2 separate regions of the Hordeum vulgare genome follow, and region 1 is linked to region 2. The links are chromatin contacts, called in public Hi-C maps. All regions are on one chromosome and are shown on one strand. Each heading gives the region's core, a stretch centred on a gene start, on an enhancer-like site or on the middle of the called end of the contact. The rest is flanking DNA. Distances are from core to core; before and after follow the strand shown.

Region 1 (5,399 bases), core at 837-3,336, 460 kb before region 2:
GTATTTTTCCAACTAAGAGATAACAAAAAATTGCACCTAACATAGGTAAACAATAAAATGAGAGTATACCTCATAGCGGTCCATGGTAACATACATCCTTCCACCACCAGATGCAATCCGTGCATCAACACCCTGCTCACGAAGCTGAGCAAGATCTTTCTCAATTGTCTCTACGAAACCAACACTGCTGCCATCCAAAACATCACGTCCATCAGTAAGAATATGAAGGCGGATTCTTTTTGCTCCCCTCTCACTGGCACCTTTCACAATCAACTGAAAATAAAGTGAAACAAAACGGAGCAATTTAATATTTGACAAATCCTCACAAGACAACATGGTCTGGCATGCATCACAATTAGCAAGGTAAATCAAAGATAGCTTAGCTAACCTGCACTTGGTCTAGCCGGGAGTGGACGCCTCCATCACTCAACAAACCAATAAGGTGCAGAGTACCCTTATCGAAAGATTCCTTGATGTAATTGAACCCCTCGTCTTCCCAAATCTTCCCGGAAGCAAGAGCAGCATCAACAAGCTTCGCGCTACAGAAATTAAGTATACTTAATTAGCTTTGTTGAAAACAATCTGACAGGGCTAATTGTTATCGCATACAAAAGTGAAAATGTGAAAGAATCATGCAATTGAAACAGAATAATGCAACATAATTGATAAAATCTAGCACATGGTTAGGCAAACGACTCAAACAATTCATCATCAAACTATGCAAAATAACCAAAGGAAAAACTAATTAGCATCCATAAGACATGCTTCCTAGCAGAGTTACTAAAATAGTTGATGAAGATGGAAAATTATCAAGATTCCAGTTGAAGTCAGGTTCAACTTTTTCACCACTGCATCGGAACGTATGACAAAAAGTAGCACTACTCGGTACTAACAGCAGAGAATACATATTTCAAAGGGGGGAAAACAGTCATACCCTTGAGCAAAGATTCGGCCAGCTCCAAGAGCATTGTGGCCAACTTCACTGTTGCCCATGTCGTCGTCACTTGGGAGACCAACGGCAGTTCCATGAGCCTTCACTAGTCTCCACTTCTCAGGAGCACCCTTTTGTTTTAGCCAAAAATAAAACAGGGTTAAGCATAGTAATTGCTCATCTCAAACAAAGTTGCATAGTAAAAAATTAGCATGCAAAAGTATTGTCGGAACAACATCCGAACAAGTTGAGGTTGGACACAACATATTATGAATTAGTAATGTAAACCAGATATGAAACATTGTAGTGGGACTCTGACAATTACATGAGTGTGCACTAGCTACGAACGCACAATATTGACTCTATTTTATATAGTAATAATGAAGGGTCCAACATTTACACCAGATTCATCATCACACTCAAATCAGAGCAACAACTACAATCAGGACGCTTAATCTACAGCAGCAGTCGCATTAAACAGACGAAGGTAAATGGCAGGTGCCAAGGTAACCTACATTCTTGAGCGAATCCATGACGGGCGTCTGTGCGACATGGATGCAGTTGTACTGGTCAGGGCTGGCCTCGCCCCATCCGTCGAGCACGACGACGGCCACCGTCTTCCCCTTGGGGAGCGTGGGGTGGTCGGGGAGCGTCCAGTCGGAGGTCGCCATCGCCTACAAAATCATGCAAAAAAAAAAAAAAACATGTCAGGTGCACGAATCCACACAGATCTGCGCCACAGAGCGGCGAGCAGAATACGGCATCATCAACCCGCGCTAAATCACCAGATCGGGACGCGTATCCCGATCGAAATCCGTTCCATTAGCAGGATTAAAAGCGCCAGGAGCACGAATTAAAGCGTAACGACCCCGCTATGACCAATCAAACGACAAACACTGTATTTCCCTTCGTCTGAAATTCAGATTTGGTGAACAGTGTCTGGGCGGCCAGATCCGGCGATTGATCGGGGGAAAACGGACAGCAAATTCCGGCGAGCTTACGGACGGGGGCGATTGAGATTGAGATCAGAGAGGAGATTGCTCTCACCTTTGCTTTTTTTTCCTTCGTGTGGTTTGCGGAACAAGAAGAACTTTTGGCAGAGCGGAGTGGCGGAGGATAATAGGCGAAGGCGAGGCCGCCGCGGTGTTAATAAAGGGAAGGGATGGATGGGCCACGGGGACCTGGGATGCGAATAATTTTAGGGTGCTGGGCAAGGAGATCGTTGGACGGCCCGATCGGCTCTGGGGGCGTCGGGCCGGGCCATCGGACGGCTGGACCAATGTTACCGGTGTCTTCGCCTGTTTTTTTTTTTTATATTTTTTTTTGAGTTGCCTTCGCCTGATTTGGTAGATGGGATCCGCCAGTTTTATATCCCGGCCCCTGGTATTGGACGGTCCTGATGGGGCCGCCTGTCGCGGGGACATGTGGCTGTCACGCCGTCACGAGTCCTCTTTCCTCTTTTGAAAACTTGGGCGTGACGGCGTGCGTGAGCGAGAGGCCGTTTGTTGTTGGATATTCCTTTCGGATGCCGTTTCCAAAATCGAATTCCCATGCTGTTTTTAATTGAATGTTTTATTAAATTTCGTATTGTTTCTCCAGCAAGGGGGAAAGGAGAACTGGGTTCTTTCTTGCTAGTCGCCGACCACCTGTCCGATCCGAGCCCTCGAATAGACCGCCCGGTTGAGCTACGTGCAACGGTGCAAGCTTTCTATGTTTTTTTCTTTTTGAGGGGTTGCAAGCTTTCTACGTCATTCGGCGTGGAAAACAACGTGTTGTATGGAACAAGTTTTGGAACCCATGAAGCTGAACGACAAGCTACTAGGTGCGGGCGCGGGACGGAAAGGAGCGTGGCTGGCCGTGGGTGGCCGAATTTAGGTCCTGGTAGTGGTCGGGGTTGGCCGGCCGCCGGGGGGGGGTCAAGAAAGAGGACTCACGTCGCTCTCGCGCGCATGGGTTGGTTGGTCGCTGCGCAGCGCACCAAAACAGTCGGTCGCTCTTGCGGCCCCGGCGTCCTGGGGGCAGGAAAACCCAGCGACGACCCGTCGATTTGCCCAAAGGCTGGACTCCCTCGCTTTCCCACGTCACGTGTAGGTCTTGTGCCCCTATGCGTTTCCGTAAACAGGGACCGCAAAACGGACCGTTTGTGCTATAATAATCGTCGATACGGTGAACGGAAAACTTTTTTCGTCCCGAACAGATCATGCAAAATCAGTCGCCCGATAAACCTTTGTACGGAATGATGAAAAGTTCACGTCGATTTTCCATTCCGTCGTGTCTACCGGTTCCCTCACTCTTTTTTGTCGGTCCTCCTATCTCTTCCGCGTCTTGGCATCAAGAAATTTCCGGCCCGCGCGTCCTTTTGCGCCGGCGCATCTTCCCATCGTCTCTAGCTGCCCCCTGACCGTCTCGCGCCGTCCGGTAGCTCCGCTGCCGCCCGTCGCACCTTCTTTACCAATTTTGGAGGTCAGGTGACCATTTCTCTCCTCGGGTAAGCATCCGACGCAATGGATCCGCCCTCGAGCTTGTCACGCGGCCTTGTAGCTGGCGGATCCGGTTGGTTCCGATGCCGGTGAGCCTCAGAATCGCCCAAGGGACAGCCAAGCGAGTCGGCCACGTGGATTTGGGGTCGTGGTAAAGAAGGGTTTTGGCCGATATGTTTCGGCCGGCATCGGAGAACAAAAGGGCGGCTCGCTTGATTTCTGTCGGCGAAATTGCCTGAGGGAAAGGTAAGTTCAATGCCCAGCGATTTGTTAATTCAATTTTGACAAACAAGATTTACGAAAAAATCATAGGCATATTTCTTTTAGGTGGATGCTTGGAGTACCTCCTCCTCGTCGTCGTCGGATGATTCCAACATAGAGCAGATGATTTTGGACGACGATGGCGACAACCTAATGTTATTGCATCTCGTCGACAAATTTGAAAAGGGGCCGAAGAGAAAGCGCCGTGGATCCATGGGTGGCCGGCAATGCATTCCGAGCAACTCAGCTCTCGACAACAAGATGCTCATGACGGACTACTTCGCCGATGTATCGACATATCCGAGTCACCTTTTCGTAAGCGATATTGAATGTGTAGGCCTTTTTTATTTGCGGTGTTGAAGCTTGCGAGCAAAATTTCCTTTATTCACTCACCCGAGGAATGTCGCTCGTTTGCTTGGGTTTAGTGCATATCAAAAAATATTGACGATAATGAAAATGCTTGCATATGTGTTCATGCCGACTATATCAATGAATATCTTCGCATCATGGAAGATACCAGCATCAAAATGTGTGCCGGTGTTTGCAGAGACAATGATCCAGATTTTTGGCCCAAATTATTTTCAAGCTCCATATGAGGAGGACACAAAGAAGTTGATGGTGATGAACAAAGAGAGGGGATGGCTAGGCATATTTGGGAATATTGATTGCATGAATTGGAGGTGAAAGAACTATCCAGTGACTTTGGTGGGGCAATGGAGTGACCACAAACGTAAACCTACCATTGTGGTTGAAGTCGTGGCTTCACACGATTTATGAATTTGGCATTACTTCTTCGGTTTGTCGATGCCTCTCAATGATATCAATGTCTTGCACTGATCTCATCCTTTTGCTCAGCGAGCTAGTGGAAAAGCTCCGGCTTGCAACTGTACCGATAGTAGCCATGACTATACCATGGGGAACTATCCTCTCAACAATATCCTCCATGGTCAACATTTGCGAATACCATTAGTGACCTCAAAACCAAGAAGCACATTTTTCCCAAGCACAAGAAGCATTCCACACGGATATTGTCAGGATTTTTAGTGTGTTGCAAACTTGGTTTGTCATTGTTCGAGGTCCTGCTCGCTTGTGAGATAAGAAATCCCTCACAAATATTATGACTCCATGTGTAATTTTACACAACATGATCATCAATGATGATAGGGGTTTGAACTTAGAGTTTTATTACGATGCTGTTGGTAGTCGTGTGAAGCATGTCAGGAACGCCGATGTGATCAATGCATTTCTTAAGACCTACCGGTGGAAGATTGAGAACAGTCCTTTACACTACCAGCTCAGTGATGATCTTCTTGAGCATCAATGACAGCTCTATGGGTGATGGACTCCCATTTTAATTTAATAAATTTTATATGTAATTGCGTATGATTTGAATAATTTGTTGTATTAATTATTTGAATTTGAACATCCGTTGTAATGAATACGATTGTTGTATTGTGAATTATCTTTCGAACCATTTTTATTTATATATTTTCATTTATATTATGATTACATTTAGTTTATGTTGTTAAAATCAAGAATTTGTAAAGCCCCAAAAAAATTGTGGTACCGCGAGGCATTCGGCGTGGAACAAATCCCGTAAACTCGTTTTGTGAGACGATTTTAGCGGATATGTCTCGTCGAAGGCCTCACGATACCACAATATTTTTACAGGCAGCTCTTAAATAAAAAAATACGGGGCAAGGGTTTACCGGATCTGCTAGAGATGC
Region 2 (6,049 bases), core at 2,905-5,404:
CAAGTTGCAATGGCTAACTTTTAACTAAACAAATCACAAGCAAAAAGCTACTAGGTTGATCTATTTATATAGAAGCAAGGCGTAGCGGTCAAGGAGGTGGGAGGACGTCCGAAGGCAGCCTAAAACTAACCCTAGGTCATACAAGGCCTATGGGCCCAAGTGAAGGTGATGCAACATCTTTGGATTTGAAGTTTGACTCGGATTCTGTTGTAATGCCAAATTGTTTCGTCGATATCTCCACACTCCAAATGGGTTTTAAGGCGATCCCAATTGGTCTGGAGCGTGTATAAAATCTACTTTTCAGCAAAAAAAAGAATCACCCAATTCGATGTCCGTATGAAAAAGTTGTGGACGTTTTGAGACATGCAGTCCGAATCTGAGTCCAGAACGTGAGAGACTTAGACTTTGTCTTCTCTTGGGCTAAAAGTGATGTGAGAAAACTTTTTGAACATCACATAATCATTTCCTTTGATGTGATAGGACTTTTTGGACAACACCTAATCATTTCCTCTTTCTTTATCTTCACACGTGGTTCGTGCAAGCGTTCACAATTCTGCATTTAGGCATGGAGTAAAAATAGATGAAGTATTTTTGTTCCGGATTACATAAATAAATTATTACCTAGTTATTATAATAAATCATCTCACAAATATGCAAATATCAAATATTTTTTGTCATATCCAAGATAGTCATGTCCTCATCAGATACCATACAGATTGAACATATATTGTATGCCACGTGTAGAGGAGGACATTGTATTTGTTGGTTGGAGATTAAAATCGTGTTTATCTTGTTTGTCCTAACATGATCATTTAAATAAAAACTAAAGCAATATAACTTCTAATCAGGGGGCTAAAAATACTTCTCAATCGACATGAGCATATTCCCTCTCTACTCTACGTGTAGCACCCAACATGTTGTGTGTATGTTCTCCCTCTGTTAACTTTTGCTCTGCATATTAATTTTATTGTAAAGTTCTGTTAAATTTGTATTAAAAATGTCAACATCTACAATACCAAATAATTACAATATGAAAAGTTTACTACATGGTTGATCTAATGACATTAGTTTGGCATTGTGAATGACTGGACTCCCTCTATCTCATACTAATATAAAAGCGTTTTCGACACCATACTATTATAAAAATGTTATTATATTATGAAACAGTAGGAGTATTTTCTTACACTGTCAAGACAAATGATGCATTGGTCAGAAGTTTTTTCCATAATTAAAATATGACTTAAGACAACCTACTGTGCAAAGTAAAACACCCGAGGGAGTACCATGTACTTACTCGAGTGAAAATTGTCTAATGACTGGTCAAACTATACACACATATAAACAAGGAAATGTCTTTAAATCAACCGACTGACCCCACGATTCGTAAGCCTCCTTCAGCAATTGCCACACGTCCCTTGACCGAGCCTACGCGCCGCTTATCCATCTGCCTTATCCACGCAACAAGCGCACGACCACGCATTTTCTTCCTTGCCTCGCTTTTTTCTCTCATCCTACAGAATCCCTCTGTGTTCTCTCCTAGGCCCTCCTCCTTCCTCTAGCTAGATCGGGACCAAACGCCGGCGGTTGATGGTCCTCGTTGCTGCTGCTGCAAGCTTTCGGAGCTGCCACACAGCGCTCATTCCCATCTTTTTCTCTTCCCCATCTCTGCGAGTCACGCGAGAGGAGTAGAGGTGAGCTCCCGTGGCAGCTTCGAGGCGGTCAGTCGTCGTTACTGCCGGCGATGCGCCGCGACGCTCGACAATGACCATCTGCGCTGCGACGCAGCAACCTGCTGATGCTGCAAGTCATCGGCGGCAGAGCTGCATTGGAGCGCTCTCCGGGCCATTGGAGCTCCGCCGCGGCTGCGGTGCAGTGTCACCTGAGCTGCAGTGAAGCACGCCGGAGGGTGAGCCGCCAGAGTTGCACTGAAGCACGTCGGAGTTGCACCGCAGCACGCTGGAGGGTCGTCGAAACTTCGTCGGGGTTACAATGAAGCCGCCGGAGCTGCAGTGAAGCACGCTGGATGGTCGTCGAAACTTCGTCGAGGTCGCAATGTAGCGTCGGCGGGGTTGCAATGGAACGTCGACGACGCTGTCGATGCTGCCATGGAAGTGGTTTTGCTGATGCTAGCGTGAAAGCTACTGCATTGGGGTATAGAGAAGGAATATGCGTTGTGCTACGATCGAACGACCGCCTCCTTAAAATCGAACGGCTCACCAGACGGATGATTTTCTCAAAAAAATCATTCGACTAATTAATAACAGCTCCCTATAAACAATCAATGGAACCACCGAGCCAACTCCTCAACTCCACATGTCTGTCTCTCTCTCTCAACAAAGAAAAACTAGTTATGAGTTCTGCGTACGTCAGCTGGCTTCCCACAATACGTACAGTACTTACCCAAATGACAAATATCTAACGACCGGTTAAATTATTCACACGTACGTACAGGTGCCCCTAGTAGTTTAGTCATCTAAAATAGTCAAGCTAGTTTTGACACCGAGGCGGCCAATGAGTAGCTCACAGATGGCTCCGGGCCAGCCACAAGCTCTGCATTTTTCCCTCGGCTGCCAATGATCAACGACACCTCGAATGCTATCAAATGAAGAATTGCACGGTAGCAGCCAGCCCACCGGCTAGCTATCAACCTCGTCACGGTAGCAGGCCTGATCGTGACTAGCTAAAGCAGATCCGGTCAATAGTTAACAATCCCGGAAGATAGCATCAGCAGCACGCGCGGATGCTTCGTTAATCGCGTTCCTGGCGCTGCTTCCGTCGTGGGTTAACCGGCTAATCACCGTGTCGTTGGCGCTTGTAGTTGAACGGGATGTTATCGGTATGGGGTTGGTTTTTGCCGCCTGTGCCCAGATGATGACTCGACGCATGGACTAGAGCTAGCCGCTGCTTCTTGCTGGGGTGCTGTTGCTACTTGCTAGCCCACCCGAAGCCTGGCCTCCTGCCGCGTGCCGGATATAATCTACTGCACTGGTGAATAGTTTGTGTACAGATCCGACGGGTGACGCGTCGACGTTTCGTGCGTACTATGATGACCCGGTTTAATCTGCTAGGCGCGGCATGCAAAACGTCGCGCTGTTTCTGTGGATATCTACGATCAATCAAACGACGAGCTTGATCTCGAGTTGTTAATGGAAGGAAAACAGCTAGCCTGTGATCCGTCTACTGGCAGAAAATTCTATCAGATTTAAAGGTTTGAGCGTATTGCAAAAAGAAAATAAAAATGATGTGGTAACTTTTTTTTGCAACAGAAGTCTCGTTATAATTTAATATTTTTTATAACGAAGGTCTTGTTGAATTTTTTTTATAACACGGGTCTGTTATAATTTTCTTCTACAACAAAGACCTTGTTGTAGAAACTCATGTAGGAGACAACGAGCAGTGACCACGCTGATCGAAAGAAAGGCCAGTCCTCCCTCGGGGTGACGGCTAACGCAGCTCCCTGCGGCAAACATGGACGTCGGTGCTCCCTCGAGACAATGGGACGCAGCTTGAGTTCAGGCCCACAACAACGGCTGACCTTCATGATGAAGGTGGGCGGCAGCGACGACCGCACACCGACGCGGCGTGATGTCGTCGGCAAGCGTCGGCAACGACGGCGGTCGAAGCAACGTGAGAAGAGCTAGGGAGCAGCATGAGTGGTGGTTACTATATATCATGGGGATATAAATCCCGCAATGCATCCGTTTTATTACGGAGAAGAAGTTTACAACAATTACTTAGACGCAAAAACTAGTCTAGGTAATATGTTGCTTCTAACCATCCGATTGAAATGTGATCCAACGGTAATACGTTGCTTCTAACCATCCGATTGAAATGTGATCCAACGGTTACAAAGACGACCGACGCAGGATGGTTATCTGTCGGCTGATCCCAATGATTTCCTTCTCTTTATTATTATTATGCAGCAGCATTCTCAAGTTCTTGAGGAGTGGTAACTTGGGTGTTTGCATCAGCCAAGTTTGTTATTGCTTTTTAATAGTAGTAGCAAACAATCCATGATAAGATTTGTTAATAATGGAGGAAGAGGTCGTTAAGCAGCAGCCCATGTCACTTGCGTCCCCACGCACGTCAGAGCAACATGCCTCTGCCTTTTCCTCGGGTGGACAGCTTCTCCGGCCAGCGAGCGAGACCTGTGTATATATAAACCACCGCCTACCACGGAGCCAACCAACACCAACAGGGCGACCAAAGCTCAATCAGCTCCGACTACCCAGCTACTGCCTGTCCGCCCGCTCTCAATTGCTCCATACTCTACACTAACATGGCGAGGGTTCACCCCAACATGGCGCCCGCGCCGGGCGCCGTCGACAAGGCGCCGGCCAACCCCGCCTCCGCAGCGGAGGGGCCGACGACGCTGACGGTGTGGCGCAAGTCGCTGCTCTTCGACTGCAAGGGGTTCACGGTGTTCGACGCCGTGGGCGACCTGGCCTACCGCGTCGACAGCTACGCCTCCGAGACCGGCGACGAGGTCGTCCTCATGGACGCGGCCGGCCGCCCCGCCTTCACCGTCCGCCGCAAGCGCTTCAGCCTGCAGGGCGAGCAGTGGCTGGTGTTCGCCGGCGAGGAGACGCGGCGGCCCGTGTACGCCGTCCGGCGGAGCGGCCGCGGCAAGACGATGGCGTACGTGACGGCGTGCGCGGGCGCGGGCGCCGGGCCGTCGTACGAGGTGGAGGGGTCCTACGCGCGGCGGAGCTGCGTGGTGTACGACGGCGAGCGGCGCGCGGTGGCGGAGATCATGCCCAAGGCGGTGGTCGGGACGGACGTGTTCCGCCTGGTGGTGCAGCCCGGCGTGGGCGTGTCGCTGGCCATGGCCGTGGTGGTGGCGCTCGAGCAGATGTTCTCCAGGCCGTCGCTCCTCAGGAGCTGGTCCACGTAGATTCTAGTTATAGTGAATTATAATTTGTTTGTTCATCGGAGTACGTCTCAATTTAGTCAAGCTTATAGCTTTTTTTTTCCCCTTGCAATCGATCAGTTTGGGGTTGGAATTGAGGCCGTGAGAGTCGATGGATCTGTGTGCGGGCATGAGAGCAAGCCCATCTGCTCGATGATGCCCCCCAAATCAATCGCATATACGTACTGCTAGTATATGGCCAATCGATGTCTTTTTTGGCCTGTCGTTGTGTATATATTCTTTCAAGAGAGTGAAATAAATATAAACAGTTCTTTTGCACATACGGTCCTCAGCTTCCGAATCTCAAGATAACATCTTGTCTTGTGCAGAGCGCTATCTTGATCTCTCTCATACGTACATACCACGATCATGTTACGTGGCTTGAGAATTTCTGGCATGTTTGATTCTCGAGCGAGATCGCCAGAGAGATCTAGACAGGGACACCGTCTCTAGTCTTATCTTTCTTCCACTTTCCCTGCTCCGTGGAAACATGGAATCATATTTTCGGAAACATTTCCGGCTGCGTTTCCATGTGGTGTGGACTGGCACTGCCAGGACCGCGACCCGTCCTCATCTTGGGACAAGAGGAAAGAAGAGAAGAGACGTGCACACCTGGGGTCTGAAATTCGGTTGGGTAACGGCGCGTCAGTCCAGCTGGGGGCTGTGGATGATACGTGTGCGATCGGCTGTGAATTAATGCAAGCTATCGATCTGCGCCGTGCAAAACTTGCTGTGGTTTTCTTGTGTTGTTTGTGTGTTTGCCTCTGGCTGGCTCACTGAATTTTTTGCCCGTGAGTCATGTGCTGGGAGTGGTCTGTCCTTCTCCTGTGACTGACTCTGAGGTTCGGGTTCGGCACTAGTCGCTGTTTCTTCACGAAGCAAACACATAAATACTCAGGAGCAGCTATGGCCTATAGACGTAGATCTTTTTGGCTTTGTAGCGCTTATTGAGGGCTTAAGGCTGCTCATACCGAAGAGTAACATATAGTAGTATCATGCATATGTTACTATTATATGTTACTACCTTCATAGTGCATAGTAACATAAACTAGTATCATAGGTGATCTCATTTATTGACATGCATGACACATAATAGCATAGCATTTAACATGTTATGGTATCTACCTATGTTACTCTAAG

The links. Hi-C and Micro-C count contacts between places; a contact is called where the count stands out from the background.
Region 1: a contact with region 2 is called in a Hi-C map of seedling, with 2.7 times the contacts expected there. The contact joins the promoter of LOC123444704 here to the promoter of LOC123440416 in region 2. A contact is called at or near these places in 2 of 6 Hi-C or Micro-C datasets (leaf and seedling) and 1 of 1 datasets of contacts at active chromatin or transcription factors (embryo).

What each region holds. Positions count from the first base shown.
Region 1 is chr3H:527,382,637-527,388,035 of MorexV3_pseudomolecules_assembly, reverse strand. It overlaps LOC123444704 (2,3-bisphosphoglycerate-independent phosphoglycerate mutase), which reads right to left and starts at 2,086. Exons shown (of 10, transcript XM_045121515.1): 1 at 1,979-2,086; 2 at 1,447-1,605; 3 at 935-1,062; 4 at 389-539; 5 at 70-273. The coding sequence starts at 1,602.
Region 2 is chr3H:526,919,858-526,925,906 of MorexV3_pseudomolecules_assembly, reverse strand. LOC123440416 (protein LURP-one-related 8-like) reads left to right here and starts at 4,154. Exons shown (of 1, transcript XM_045116984.1): 1 at 4,154-5,192. The coding sequence starts at 4,280. The coding sequence ends at 4,894.